Linked DNA regions of Xenopus tropicalis: region 1 is linked to region 2. The links are chromatin contacts, called in public Hi-C maps. All regions are on one chromosome and are shown on one strand. Each heading gives the region's core, a stretch centred on a gene start, on an enhancer-like site or on the middle of the called end of the contact. The rest is flanking DNA. Distances are from core to core; before and after follow the strand shown.

Region 1 (7,077 bases), core at 29-2,528, 77 kb after region 2:
GGGCAATTAGCTCCCTTTTAGTGCAGTAGCACCTGTGATAATTAATGAGCTCATATTATTATTTTTATTAAGCTGGCCATTCATTGATAGATCCACTCATTTGGCTACATCGCCAAACAAGCAGATCATTCCTTGTAGTGCCTGCACTGAAGTGGACAGTATCAGATTAATCCGATCAGATCATACTCACAAGATGCAGGCCATTAAACCAAGGACTGCATCAATACGCCAATGCACTTGTGCCAATGGGATTTTTAAACCTGCCCTATCTGTTTCTGGATGTTTTTGCCCAGTTATCGGTTGGGCAGGCCCGTCTTAGGGCTCCATATATGGGCCAATAAGCTGTCAACTCTGTCCATCAGCAGCTTTTACTGGCCCGTGTATGGCCACCTTTAGGGAACTGAAAGATCCATAAAGCACCCCATCCCAATCCAACAGTTTCCTGGCTTTCTTAGGCGAACATACACACAGCCATTTCTCTGCTGCTGTTTTTTTCAGAAATCACTGATTTGGCCCCCTCCTACAGTGAATGTGCAATTTCAGCAAAAGAGTGAATGTGCATTTAGCAGGAGCAGCAAAAGAGGTTTTTAAACAGAAAAATCAGCTCTCTACACTGGATATCCAGCCAAAAGTACTGGAGGTGAACAGGGCAGAAGAGCTATGTGTATGTTACATGGCAGTAAAATTTGAAATCGGCGCAGCACTACACAAAACATCTTTTTTCAGTTTCCCCTGAAGAAATGGGGTGGATCCAAGGAAAACCATTGGCCAAATGCCCCCTTTCCTATTGTACAACTCTGTGACACTAATATCCTACTACTCTCATGGTCTAATTGGGGGCCTTAATAAACTGTTTTTTGCTATACCATGTTCTCCCCGCCCTCATGTTTCTGGAAAGTCACATTTCAAAGAAATGATGAAGGTCAGATAAGATGTTGATTATATAATAAATCTTGAATATTGCAACTTATGTGATTATTCTTCTATATGCACAAATAAGTTTTGGTGGTCCTAGGAGTTTCTGAAAGGTGGGACAAACTGGGGGATTTCCTGTTCCTTTTGTATGTGGCCCATGGTGTGCAAGTAACATTACAGTTTACATTATGTACGTTCAGAATATGTTATTGCTTTGATAGTTAAATGTGATTGACAAGGAAGCTGCAGATTTACACATTAAGGCAACAATAGGGCCAGAGTCAACACAATTGTTTTTGCCTAATGAATTTATCTTTGTAGGACAATACAAGTGACAAGAGGATATGCACTGAGACTAGGATACTTTAGCAAAGGAAGTGTACTGTAAAGAGAATGAGATTATAGAACTCCCCATGAAGATACTGTTAGGGCTGTGCCAGATGGGGAGATTAGTGCGTGACAAATCTCCCTTGTCGCAGGCGACTAATCTCCCCAAAATGCAATCCCACCAGCAAATGTAAATCGCCGGTGGGATGGCATACGCAGCGCGGCAATTTGCTGAAGTTGCGGAAGTTACCTTGAGAGGAAAATTCCGCAACTTTGGCAAATCGTGGCACTCCGTATGCCATCCCACTGGCGATTTACATTCAAGCTGGTGGGATGGCATTTCGGGATATTTGTCGTGCGGCGACTAATCTCCCTGTCTGTCACAGCCCTTGGTAGTAATTAGTGGCTGGGCTCAAAGTGACTTGGCCACATATGGCTATTGGCAACCACACTGCAAAACCATTCCTTTTAAGATCAGGTACAGGGTCATTCTTGAAAGTCTTATTGATGTAGTTGGGGAGGGGAGAGGTTTTTTTTCCAAGGGGGCCCTATGGTTACAAAATGGCTTCAATGTGTAATTCTACCTCAGTAAAGAACTTGGATTTTCAGGACGGCCGCATCTGTGAAACATGATTATCAAAAACATGAGTAAAACAAATATTTCCAGGGTTTTTGTGCTCTTTTTTTCTGCTAGAAAATCTTGAAAAAAGTATGGCCTCAATTACAGGTCCTTTTCAAAAAATTAGCATATTGTGATAAAGTTCATTATTTTCTGTAATGTACTGATAAACATTAGACTTTCATATATTTTAGATTCATTACACACAACTGAAGTAGTTCAAGCCTTTTCTTGTTTTAATATTGATGATTGTGGCATACAGCTCATGAAAACCCAAAATTCCTATCTCAAAAAATTAGCATATTTCATCCGCCCAATAAAAGAAAAGTGTTTTTAATACAAAAAAAGTCAACCTTCAAATAATTATGTTCAGTTATGCATTCAATACTTGGTCGGGAATCCTTTTGCAGAAATGACTGCTTCAATGTGGCGTGGCATGGAGGCAATCAGCCTGTGGCACTGCTCAGGTGTTATGGAGGCCCAGGATGCTTCAATAGCGGCCTTATGCTCATCCAGAGTGTTGGGTCTTGTGTCTCTCAAATTCCTCTTCACAATATCCCACAGATTCTCTATGGGGTTCAGGTCAGGAGAGTTGGCAGGCCAATTGAGCACAGTAATACCATGATCAGTAAACCATTTACCAGTGGTTTTGGCACTGTGAGCAGGTGCCAGGTCGTGCTGAAAAATGAAATCTTCATCTCCATAAAGCTTTTCAGCAGATGGAAGCATGAAGTGCTCCAAAATCTCCTGATAGCTAGCTGCATTGACCCTGCCCTTGATAAAACACAGTGGCCCAACACCAGCAGCTGACATGGCACCCCAGACCATCACTGACTGTGGGTACTTGACACTGGACTTCAGGCATTTTGGCATTTCCCTCTCCCCAGTCTTCCTCCAGACTCTGGCACCTTGATTTCCGAATGACATACTTTGGACCACTGAGCAACAGTCCAGTGCTGCTTCTCTGTAGCCCAGGTCAGGCGCTTCTGCCGCTGTTTCTGGTTCAAAAGTGGCTTGACCTGGGGAATGCAGCACCTGTAGCCCATTTCCTGCACGCGCCTGTACACGGTGGCTAAGGATGTTTCTACTCCAGACTCAGTCCACTGCTTCCGCAGGTCCCCCAAGGTCAGGAATCGGTCCTTCTCCACAATCTTCCTCAGGGCCCAGTCACCTCTTCTCGTTGTGCAGCGTTTTCTGCCACACTTTTTCCTTCCCACAGACTTCCCACTGAGGTGCCTTGATACAGCACTCTGGGAACAGCCTATTTGTTCAGAAATTTCTTTCTGTGTCTTACCCTCTTGCTTGAGGGTGTCAATGATGGCCTTCTGGGCAGCAGTCAGGTCGGCAGTCTTACCCATGATTGCGGTTTTGAGTAATGAACCAGGCTGGGAGTTTTTAAAAGCCTCAGGAATCTTTTGCAGGTTTTTAGAGTTAATTTGTTGATTCAGATGATTAGGTTAATAGCTCGTTTAGAGAACCTTTTCATGATATGCTAATTTTTTGAGATAGGAATTTTGGGTTTTCATGAGCTGTATGCCACAATCATCAATATTAAAACAAGAAAAGGCTTGAACTACTTCAGTTGTGTGTAATGAATCTAAAATATATGAAAGTCTAATGTTTATCAGTACATTACAGAAAATAATGAACTTTATCACAATATGCTAATTTTTTGAAAAGGACCTGTATTTAATGTTGAGTTGTGCAAAGCATTTTTTCTTGTCATTCTGAGTTGATTAGAAAGAATAACCTGGTAGATATAGGCTAGTGTGTCATGTCAGGACTAGTTTGTTCAAGATAAGGATACATTCAAACATTTGCAAAGGAGTCCTGAGCAGACTTATTGTAATATTGTTGCCATTTGTTTTTCAGGTGAAGGTCTATCAGCATGTTCCACAGTCAATCTTATGTAACTGGATTACTTGTGTCCCAAATCCTAATATATCCAGGGAGAATGGTGCTGAAGTACTTTCTCTAAGCAATTTCTGGTGTAGGGCAACTAAACAAGTTTTGGTCAAGCATGTGTATGGCCAACTAATCATTCTCAACTACAAGGCAAATTGAAGACCACACTAAGATATTTCTTATGCAAGTATAGGATGATCCCTAGAGGTTACATAGAGATATATGGCCACATATAGAAAACTCAATCCCAGAGTAACCCCACACACAAAGGAGTCCTGCTTTTTAACTTTGCTGCATTCTATCTAATTGGACCGCAAAATGGCTGACGATCGTGGGATTTGAGCTTATAATGTGAATTTAAAGGAACAGTTATACCTTATAAAGCTGTTTACTAGGTCACAATTTCCTGAGAATCTACTAAAGTTGGTCAAACAAAAACATATTTATACTGCCAATGCAACCCTTTCAGCCAGTGTCTGCAGGCCCAGTGGCATAACTATAGGGGAAGCAGACCCCACAGCTGCAGGGGAGCCTGTAACTGTTTCATCTGTTTAGGGGCCCTTGGAGGGGGGAGGTTGCAATTTTTGCGCATTGAACGAAGACCACATTGCGGTGCTGAAGAGCTCCTCCCCTGACGGCATGCTTCTTAGTGAACTAGGAAATCTGACTGCAGATATTTTACAAAACACACAACGTGCTCTGTTACATAATTGTGCTTTAGGGTTATTTTTTCACCCTGACACTTTATGAGGTTCTCTCAACACAGGAATTTTACAGCTTCTCAGCGCTTAGTGGATGTCTCTCATGCATTCTGCCCAAATGGACGTTTGTACATATGTCTGCTGGATTCCAAGAAAGCGTCAGTAATCATCATGTTTATGACATTATACTTTTCTTGGTAAAAGTTTGATACAAACACACTTAACTGAGGCAGAAATAAAGAAAATTCTCATGCCTGTCAAAACAATGAAAAATATAATGATGCAATAGCTAAGGCAAAGTAAATTATGTGTGATTAGGACAATCCTCATTAATTAACTGTATAATTAAACTAATATTAGGCTTATTGTAAAGCAGCTTTTTGCAGTAAAATTGATTATATAGAGGGATAATAAAATAATCTGGCAAATGGTTCCCCTGTAGTGAATATCTAAGGCATTAGACAATGCACACTGGTAAGCAGTGCTGATAAACTGACATATTGGAACTTGCAATGCTGATAAAACATTTGAAGTAGGGATGCAACAAATCCACTTTTTTTTGGATTTGGCAAAATTAGTGAAAATCCTGGAAAAAAATTAAGCGTGTAAAAGAAAGTGGGCATCTCCTGTTGTTATATGGTCTAAAGTCACATGATTTTAAGGGTTTGGAATCAAGCCCTGCTGAAAAAGGCTCTTATTTAGCAAATCCTGAACCAAGCTTAGAATTGGTCTGAGGGCAGCACTTTGTAAGTGATATGTGCTTTCAAATGTGTGATCGAGGCTTGGCCAAACAACTAACCTGCCCTAAGCATTAACAGGGCTTGTAAACCCATATCTAAAACCTTTATAATGAAATCTACAGAGCTGGGGTGGCACCTTCATCACAGAACTGTATATGTTAACTTTTCATGACTCTTTTCTTGATACGAGTAAGTTGATGCCAATCTCAGTTCAAAAGTTGTCTTGCCCTTACCAGTGGATAATTTGCACTGGGTCTGACAGCTGTTTAAATATGGCACCATTTGTCTACAGCAGGTATCACCATAGACAGAAAACACCATACACCAGGAAACAGACTACATCACTTAGCAATAATTCGATTTGCAGACCTAAACTGAGAATTTTTGCTTTGTAGGATGAATGTGATATGTATCTGTCATATAGAAAAAAGAATACAATAAAGTAATGGACTTTTGTAATGTTAATTGGTGTTTATGAAGGCATTAGAGTGACACCTAGTGGTGGGATTACTTAGTGTTCCTATGATGTATGGATGAGATAATCTATATATGTTATTAAATCACTGTTGCATTTTGTGTGCGAGAAAGGTCCCTCTAGAGTGCAAAATGTTGGATACTATTTAATTAAGGGATCAATTAAAGCTTTGATTTGTTTAAAGGACGTGCTGATCGCATTGTAATATGTTGACTGCTATTGCACCCCAAGCTGATATATGTTTAATAAATCACAATAAGAATCTTACCTGAATATACTGAGCACCATGAAGAGCATATTTCAAGTCAGTGCACCCACTTATGAGTGCCATTTGATCCTCCATACTTAGGGCTCCCCTAAGCATTTCTGATTTCTTAAGTTCCTCCATCTGCTTCCTGATAAAAACCAAAGAGTTTTTTTTAATTAGTCTCTCTCTCTGAATCTGTATCTATCTATCTATCTATCTATCTATCTATCTATCTATCTTAATAACAACAAAGTGCATGGATGCAAAAAGCAATATAATGAAGTCACAACACCATCTGAGATGTTTCAAAAATTACATCACACAATTCCTTCAGTGCACATATAGATAAAAACTTTTGTACAAATATATTAATAAATAAATATCAGTTACAAAAATAGAAACAGGTCATAATCCTTGTGTAATACTCTATTACCTGTGTCTAAGCACTTTTTGGAATTAGGCCATACCTCAGACCAACTTAGATTTATGGTTCTAGAAACTCCCCCTTAATAGGAGAAAAAACAGGGAACTCAAACTCAAAAGGAGAGAGGTTTGGTGAATCAATAAGCTTAAAGCACTACATCCTTTTGGTTTAAACTATGTAGAAAATGTAGTGCTCTGATTAGTTGCTATGGCTTATAAAAATATAAACTTTGCCCTTGTTTGTGCATAACTCTGAATAAACATATTCATTGCCCTCTACACTCAGCTCCACTGGATTTTCATGTAATAATTTATAAATTGGTACCATGCTCTTAGCCCATTACACATGAAATTCTTGATACATATGACATGATTTCCATAGCTAACTCTTAATGGCATACTCATTACCAGGAAAAGAGTATTGCTTTCTTTGGAACAATTTAAATACATCTACACAGTTTGTCAGTTTCAAAAACACAACTGAACGTTTACAGAGGTCTAATTTGTATGTACTGTAGTTTGTTCTTTAACAGGGTTACCTAAAAACCTTTGCTGTGTTTTGTTAGCAAAACAGCCAATTTATAAATTCATTGATTTTTTTTACTTCAATGTAATACTACAAATGGGATCACAATAGCATTTCAACAAAATCACTCATTTTACACAATGTATATAACTGTGTCATATGACTTGGCTCCCCTTGCATATGACGCACTTCAGTTTCC
Region 2 (6,553 bases), core at 928-3,427:
ATTCAACACATTAGTGTGTACATGGTACAATCCTATGACAATGTGTATATACACTATATAGTAGCACATTGATTATGCAGAAACCCAGTTAGATCTGTGGGTTACTCTCTCAGGAATGTGCCCCAGTCTATGGCAATGCCAGCTGGAACCCAAACAGTACCCCCTGTGGTGCCTCTGTAGGTACAAGCCAGACTTGGGCTAAAGGTGAGATCCTAAAGGGAGAGGGGAATGTAGTTCAGAAGCAGCCGGAGGGATCCCAGGGTAGAAGCAGCAGCAAATCAGGGCAAAGAAGGGGCACAAGGGACTTAGGGACACACAAATCCCCCCAGAGTTGGCAGGTAATGGTATAATCCTACCTGGGTGCTGCTTTCTGTCGCTGCGACTGCCGGGGGTCTCACCAGCACCGGTCTCTCAGGGAAAACACCAGCTATGGGATCCTTCCCTCTCTCTCTCTCTCGCTTCTGTCACTGTGCGACTCTCACCTTTCCTCATTCACCCAGGAATATTTAAACTGGAATGGGCGGAGTTGGGGGCGGGGTATGAAATCAGCTGTACAGCCACACAGGCATCCTAATTATATTACTATTCCTATAACTATTGTTATTAATGATAAACATCAAAGCAGTCTCCAGGGAAGCCGTTCAGATCTATAAATATATACAGAATACTGATGGAAGTACTGCTACGCTAATGGTTAAATGCCTGGGTGCTCATAACCAGAAATGTAAATGTACAGAAGTAGAAAGTAGGGGAGGAGGGCAACACACCAAAAGGCAACCCCCCCCCCCAAACCCACCAGGAGAGTGGGATCTTTAACCCTAACTTACAAACTCTCACTAAAGGGGAACAGATGATACCAAATAATGGACTCAGTTTCATACCCACTAATCATTCCAATCATTTAATATGGTCAAATATATTTTACTTTACAGGGACCTCAATACTTACAGTCCCATTACCTGCACAGGAATCAGAGTGCTGTACTTACAGTCCCATTACCTGCATAGGAATCAGAGTGCTGTACTTACAGTCTCATTACCTGCATAGGAATCAGAGTGCTGTACTTACAGTCTCATTACCTGCATTGGAATCAGAGCACTGTACTTACAGTCCCATTACCTGCATAGGAATCAGAGTGCTGTACTTACAGTCCCATTACCTGCATAGGAATCAGAGCGCTGTACTTACAGTCCCATTACCTGCATAGGAATCAGAGCACTGTACTTACAGTCCCATTACCTGCATAGGAATCAGAGTGCTGTACTTACAGTCCCATTACCTGCATAGGAATCAGAGTGCTGTACTTACAGTCTCATTACCTGCATAGGAATCAGAGCGCTGTACTTACAGTCTCATCCCTTTTATACCAGAGACTCTGTAATTGTTGCCGCAATCAGTAGCTGATTCATGTCGCTGCTACAGTAAATTAGTGCCGGGAATTAGTAGCTGTACATATTTGGCCGGGATATTTAGCAGGAATCCCAGAACCAGTCACAGAGATTCATTATGGGGAACAGAAGCAGCGGCAGCCAGACACCTCAGCGCACACTGCTCTCCATATAATCACTGCTCTCCATATAATCACTGCTCTCCATATAATCACTGCTCTCCATATAATGGGCTGACACTGAGCTGGTTCCTTCCCTGGCTGACTCCAGCCCCATTAATGGGGAGCCATGAAGCAGATTCAGTACATTAGTATGTATATGACACAATACTATGAGTATGTACATGGAAGAATCCTATGAGTATATATAGACATATATATAGCAGCACATTGATTATACACAAGCCCAACCGGATCCCTGGGTTACTCTCACACTCACATGGAAGGAATGTGCCCCAGTCTATGGCAATGCCAGCTGGAACCCAAACAGTACCCCCTGTGGTGCCTCTGTAGGTACAAGCCAGACTTGGGCTAAAGGTGAGATCCTAAAGGGAGAGGGGAATGTAGTTCAGAAGCAGCCGGAGGGATCCCAGGGTAGGAGCAGCAGCAGCAAATCAGGGCAAAGAAGGGGCACAAGGGACTTGGGGACACACAAACCCCCCCAGAGTTGGCAGGTAATGGTATAATCTTACCTGGGTGCTGTTTTCTGTCGCTGCGACTGCCGGGGGTCTCACCACACCGGTCTCTCAGGGAAAACACCAGCTATGGGATCCTTCCCTCTCTCTCTCTCGCTTCTGTCACTGTGCGACTCTCACCTTCCCTCAGTCACCCTGGCATATATAGAGCGGAGGGCGGGGCTGGGGGCGGGGTATTAGGAGAATCCCAACACAGGCATCATAATAATCTTACTATTTTTCTATTTTTATTCCAATTGTTATTAATGCAGCCACCAGGAGATCAGTTTAGATCTATAAATATATATGTTTCTGAACTACATACATATTTTTTTAATAGATCTAAACTGATTTCCTGGTGGCTGCTTAATAACAATTGTAATATATATATATATATAATGTGTATTTACTTATTTTTAAATAGGTCTAAAGTGATTTTCTTGGGGCCTGCTGCCTGCTGGGATAGTAACCCTTGGTGTAATAGCTGCAAGGCAATGACTTACTATACACAAACACCTTTCCCAAGACAACCTTACCTTACTATACACACTAACCCATAGTTACTGCCTCATTCCCCTAATGCCATGTTCAGTACCACAAACAATGCCCCACATTGACTTGTTGACTTTGAGGCTTGCCTTACTGCCCCACATTCAGGTCCAAAATGAGGGTGTGTGACTTGACTGTTATCTGGCTAGAACTTGGCCAGTCAGACTGAATCAGTTGCTGATGTTGCTCTCTCCCAATGGGGCTCTGTAGGGTTTTACATACCCCATGTTATGATCCAATTGTTAGCCAGAGAGCCAAGCATCAGATCAGCCCAATATAGCCCACTGCAGGGCCAGAACTAGTTGCATAGTCAGCATAGTTGCAGGGGGAGCAAATGAAGAGTCTCAAAAGGAGCAATTAATGAAGGATCCATGGAGACTGGGTGGCTGTGGGATTGGGCCAAGGGTTCGGGGTGGGGGCGACAGGCCATAGTATTGCCGTGGGTGCCAATATTACTTGACCAGGCTCTGGCAACCACAGTAGTGGCTTACAAATATGATTTTACTACCAGCTAACGGGTACTGGTTGCTTGCTTATTATACCCATGGTAGCCCTCAGCTCATGTGGCCATGTACCATCTAGTCAGTTTTACCCCAGTCCAACAATGGATATATCTGATCTGTGCAGACAGAGGGTTTCAAACTATCCGGAATGGTAATAGTATAATGACAGAGAGCTAACAGTCCTGGCATCATGGGCTCGGCTACTCTGTGCCCTCAGAGGCTGCTGAAAGTTACAGTTCCAAAAAACGAGAGTCTGCAAATGTAATGCACTCGACTTTTAAAAGTAAAGCTGATGGGCAGGGGGCAGTGCTGCGCAGCTCCAGGTTTGGGCGAGGATGGCACACACCTTCCCCGGTAGCTTATTATTGAGTGGCAGTACTATTGAGCCCAGTTGGATGAAACTAATGCTGATTGCTGTCCCTAGAGCTAGCACTCAGCGTATGGGACACTGGAAAGATTTATGTGAAATATGTAAAGCAGCTGACAAAAATGTAAAATCCCTGGCCTACGATTGTATATTGTGTTACACAGAAAGATTTACTCTCGCTCTCTCTCCTTTATCAAGTCATGACATATAATAATTACCTGTTACAATTTGCTTAAAATGGATAAGAAGGGACTGTTATAGGCAAAATGTGCTTCTGTCTACTAACCCACAACAGCCAATCAACAGTTACTGTAGCATTTATTGGTCTAGTTGAGCTAGAATTATGAAAACATGCATGTGATTGGTTGATATGGGGTAATGGATTAAAGCCTTAAAGGAGAATGCAAGTCAAAATGTAAAAAGCATACTGCCCAATATGGCTCACCTAATCACATATTTACTCAGTCACACTTACTTCACATTTTCTAGAACAGGCAGCCATCTCTAAAAAGGTATTCTCCTTCCTTTCCCTCCTTGCTTCATACTGCACATGTGTTTCATTCCCTCCCCACCTCCCCTCTGCCAGATCCGCTTCTGATTGGCTGGTGGGCATGTGTAGCTCAGAACAGGAGACAGGATCAAGTTACACACATGCTCAGAGAATAGGAAGGCTGCCGCTGGCACCTACAGGAAGGGGAGAGAGATTTCAGTGATGTCACTGTAGGCTTCACACTGCTGTAGGCCGCCAGCACCATATCTCAGAGAAGCAAGCAGGGATCTGGGAATTTAGATGTGCAGTAAGTACTTAAAAAGAATGCCTTTAGACTTACTTTTAATTTATATTAACCTTTCATTGTCCTTTAAGGTCCCCATACACGGGCCGATTGTAGCTGTTGATAGCGGTCCCTTGGACCAATTCGGCAGCTTATCGGCCCGTGTAGGGGCAGAACCGAGAGGCCTGGCCGACCAATATCTGGCCTGAAATTGGCCAGATATCAATCGGCCAGGTTAGAAAATCCAGTTGGATCCAGTCGTTGATGCGGTCCCCGAACCGACTGCTCCATTGCCGCGTGTAGAATTCGATCGTTTGGCCCCAGGGCCAAACGATCGAATTCGCGTACATGCCTCTGCCCGTAGGTGGGGATATCGGGTGAAGATCCGCTTGCTTGGCGACATCGCCATCTGCCCGTGGATGGCCAGCTTTACTTTCTATGTCTGTATAACTGCCTCAATTACATATATATATAGGTAGGTATATAACCCCTAATCTGCCAATCAGACATTCACAGACCTTGGCACCAGATGGACTTGTTCTCTTTAGGGAATAATAGAAGACACGAGGTCTGAGTTTCTGGTGATAGTTGCTCACCCATTGGCTGTGACTAGCTGAGTGGACTGATACAGTATGAACAGCGGTACATGTGTATGGCAACCTTCCTTTTGCTCTGTTTTGTGGCACCTGTTCTCTTTACAGACATGCAGCCATCTGCACAGGTATGCCATGCACAGGTATGCCATCACAGGTATGCCATGCACAGGTATGCCATCACAGGTATGCCATCACAGGTATGCCATGCACAGGTATGCCATCACAGGTATGCCATCACAGGTATGCCATGCACAGGTATGCCATCACAGGTATGCCATCACAGGTATGCCATGCACAGGTATGCTATGCACAGGTATGCCATCACAGGTATGCCATGCACAGGTATGCCATCACAGGTATGCCATCACAGGTATGCCATGCACAGGTATGCCAGGCCTATGGGCTGTTTCAACTAATAGTCCTAATAGATAGTATATGATCAGCCATGCATCACCAAATGTAATCTGCTGATGCATCATGTTGGCACTAGCCAAGTCAAAAACAGCCAAATTGTCTGCCCAAATCTAGACATGTATGGCCAACTCTGTTAGTTGTCCTAAAAGTGGCTCAGATAATGTAGGTTCTATTTATTGAAAGTGAGTCCCCACTGGGGTTCCTACACCGTCACTCTGAGTGTCCCCTGCCCAGATCCCAAAAGCTGTAACAGGAAGAGACTTAACTCTTGGTGTTCCATGGGTCTCTTTGTTCTTGGAACACACTGGCTAATAAGCACCCCATGGGCTATTGGCCTAAAGGTTGGAAATAACCCTCGGTGCTTTTAAAAAATTTGGTTGTGTGTAATCAGGGGCTGTTACGTAACAGGAAATTTTACAGAACAAATTAAGACGGTGTGAAAAATAAATACATTGCCTTATTAAATAGGTAAATGGTATGCTGACATCCTCTGAGTCATTTCCATGCTGTAAGGGTTAAGTGTGAGGCTTATATCTCACAAGGAAGTATGATATACATGGTGATGGAGTATTCATCCATTCTCATTGGTCCTTATATGACTGCCTGTCTCTCAAATTAAAATTATTCAGCAACATTGGTCTCAGTACAGTAACCAATAGCAGGTGTACAGTAACCAGTCAGTCAGGAAGGAAGTTAGTTTTAATTGCTGTAGTGCAGTTCATTTACTGTATTCATTCATATTGGCCTTTAATCAGTACTTACTGGGCATGGGGCTCAGGGGTCCCTGTGTATAAGTGGCCTTGGGTAAAGGCTTCATTTGTTTGTGTGTTTTATAGGCTTTAACATGCCTTGTGGTTTTTATATATTATTATTTTGAGGCAAATGGACTCTAATGCAAAAAACTGTAGCACTACTGCTTTAAGCTGGCCATACACGTGGCGATCTGACAATGTTTCGTACGACCATCGGTTGCACGAAACATCGTCAGATCCGCCACACACCATTCAGGGCTGAATCGGCAGGTAAGGAGGTAGAAACAATAGGATTTCTACCTCCTTCTGCCGATTCAGATCTGAAGGGAGAATTTTGGTCAGGCGCCTTCTATGGCGCCCGATCAAAATTTTTAAACTGGTCCGATCGGCGAGTCGGCCGATATCAGCAGCTTCATGCGATATCGGTCGACTCGCCGACATACCATACACGCACTGATTATCGTACGAAACGAGGTTTCGTACGATAATATCGGTGCGTGTATGGCCACCTTTAGTGCCATGTCTATGTCTCTAATGA

The links. Hi-C and Micro-C count contacts between places; a contact is called where the count stands out from the background.
Region 1: a Hi-C map of gastrula embryo shows a contact between it and region 2, with 2.2 times the contacts expected there. The contact joins the enhancer-like site here to the promoter of gjb2 in region 2. A contact is called at or near these places in 5 of 5 Hi-C or Micro-C datasets (brain, gastrula embryo, liver and 2 more).

Annotation. Positions count from the first base shown.
Region 1 is chr2:158,939,138-158,946,214 of UCB_Xtro_10.0, forward strand. cryl1 (crystallin lambda 1) reads right to left here. Exons shown (of 8, transcript NM_001127026.1): 3 at 5,951-6,077. Among named protein-coding and RNA genes, the nearest start is that of cryl1, 16 kb to the right of the region's middle. Within about 2 kb of position 1,279, at least 1 of the 11 cell types and tissues checked has an H3K27ac peak or open chromatin away from gene starts, as enhancers often do. A contact at or near this core is called in gastrula embryo, where this site is marked.
Region 2 is chr2:158,861,093-158,867,645 of UCB_Xtro_10.0, forward strand. gjb2 (gap junction protein beta 2) reads right to left here and starts at 2,178. Exons shown (of 2, transcript NM_001016984.2): 1 at 2,080-2,178.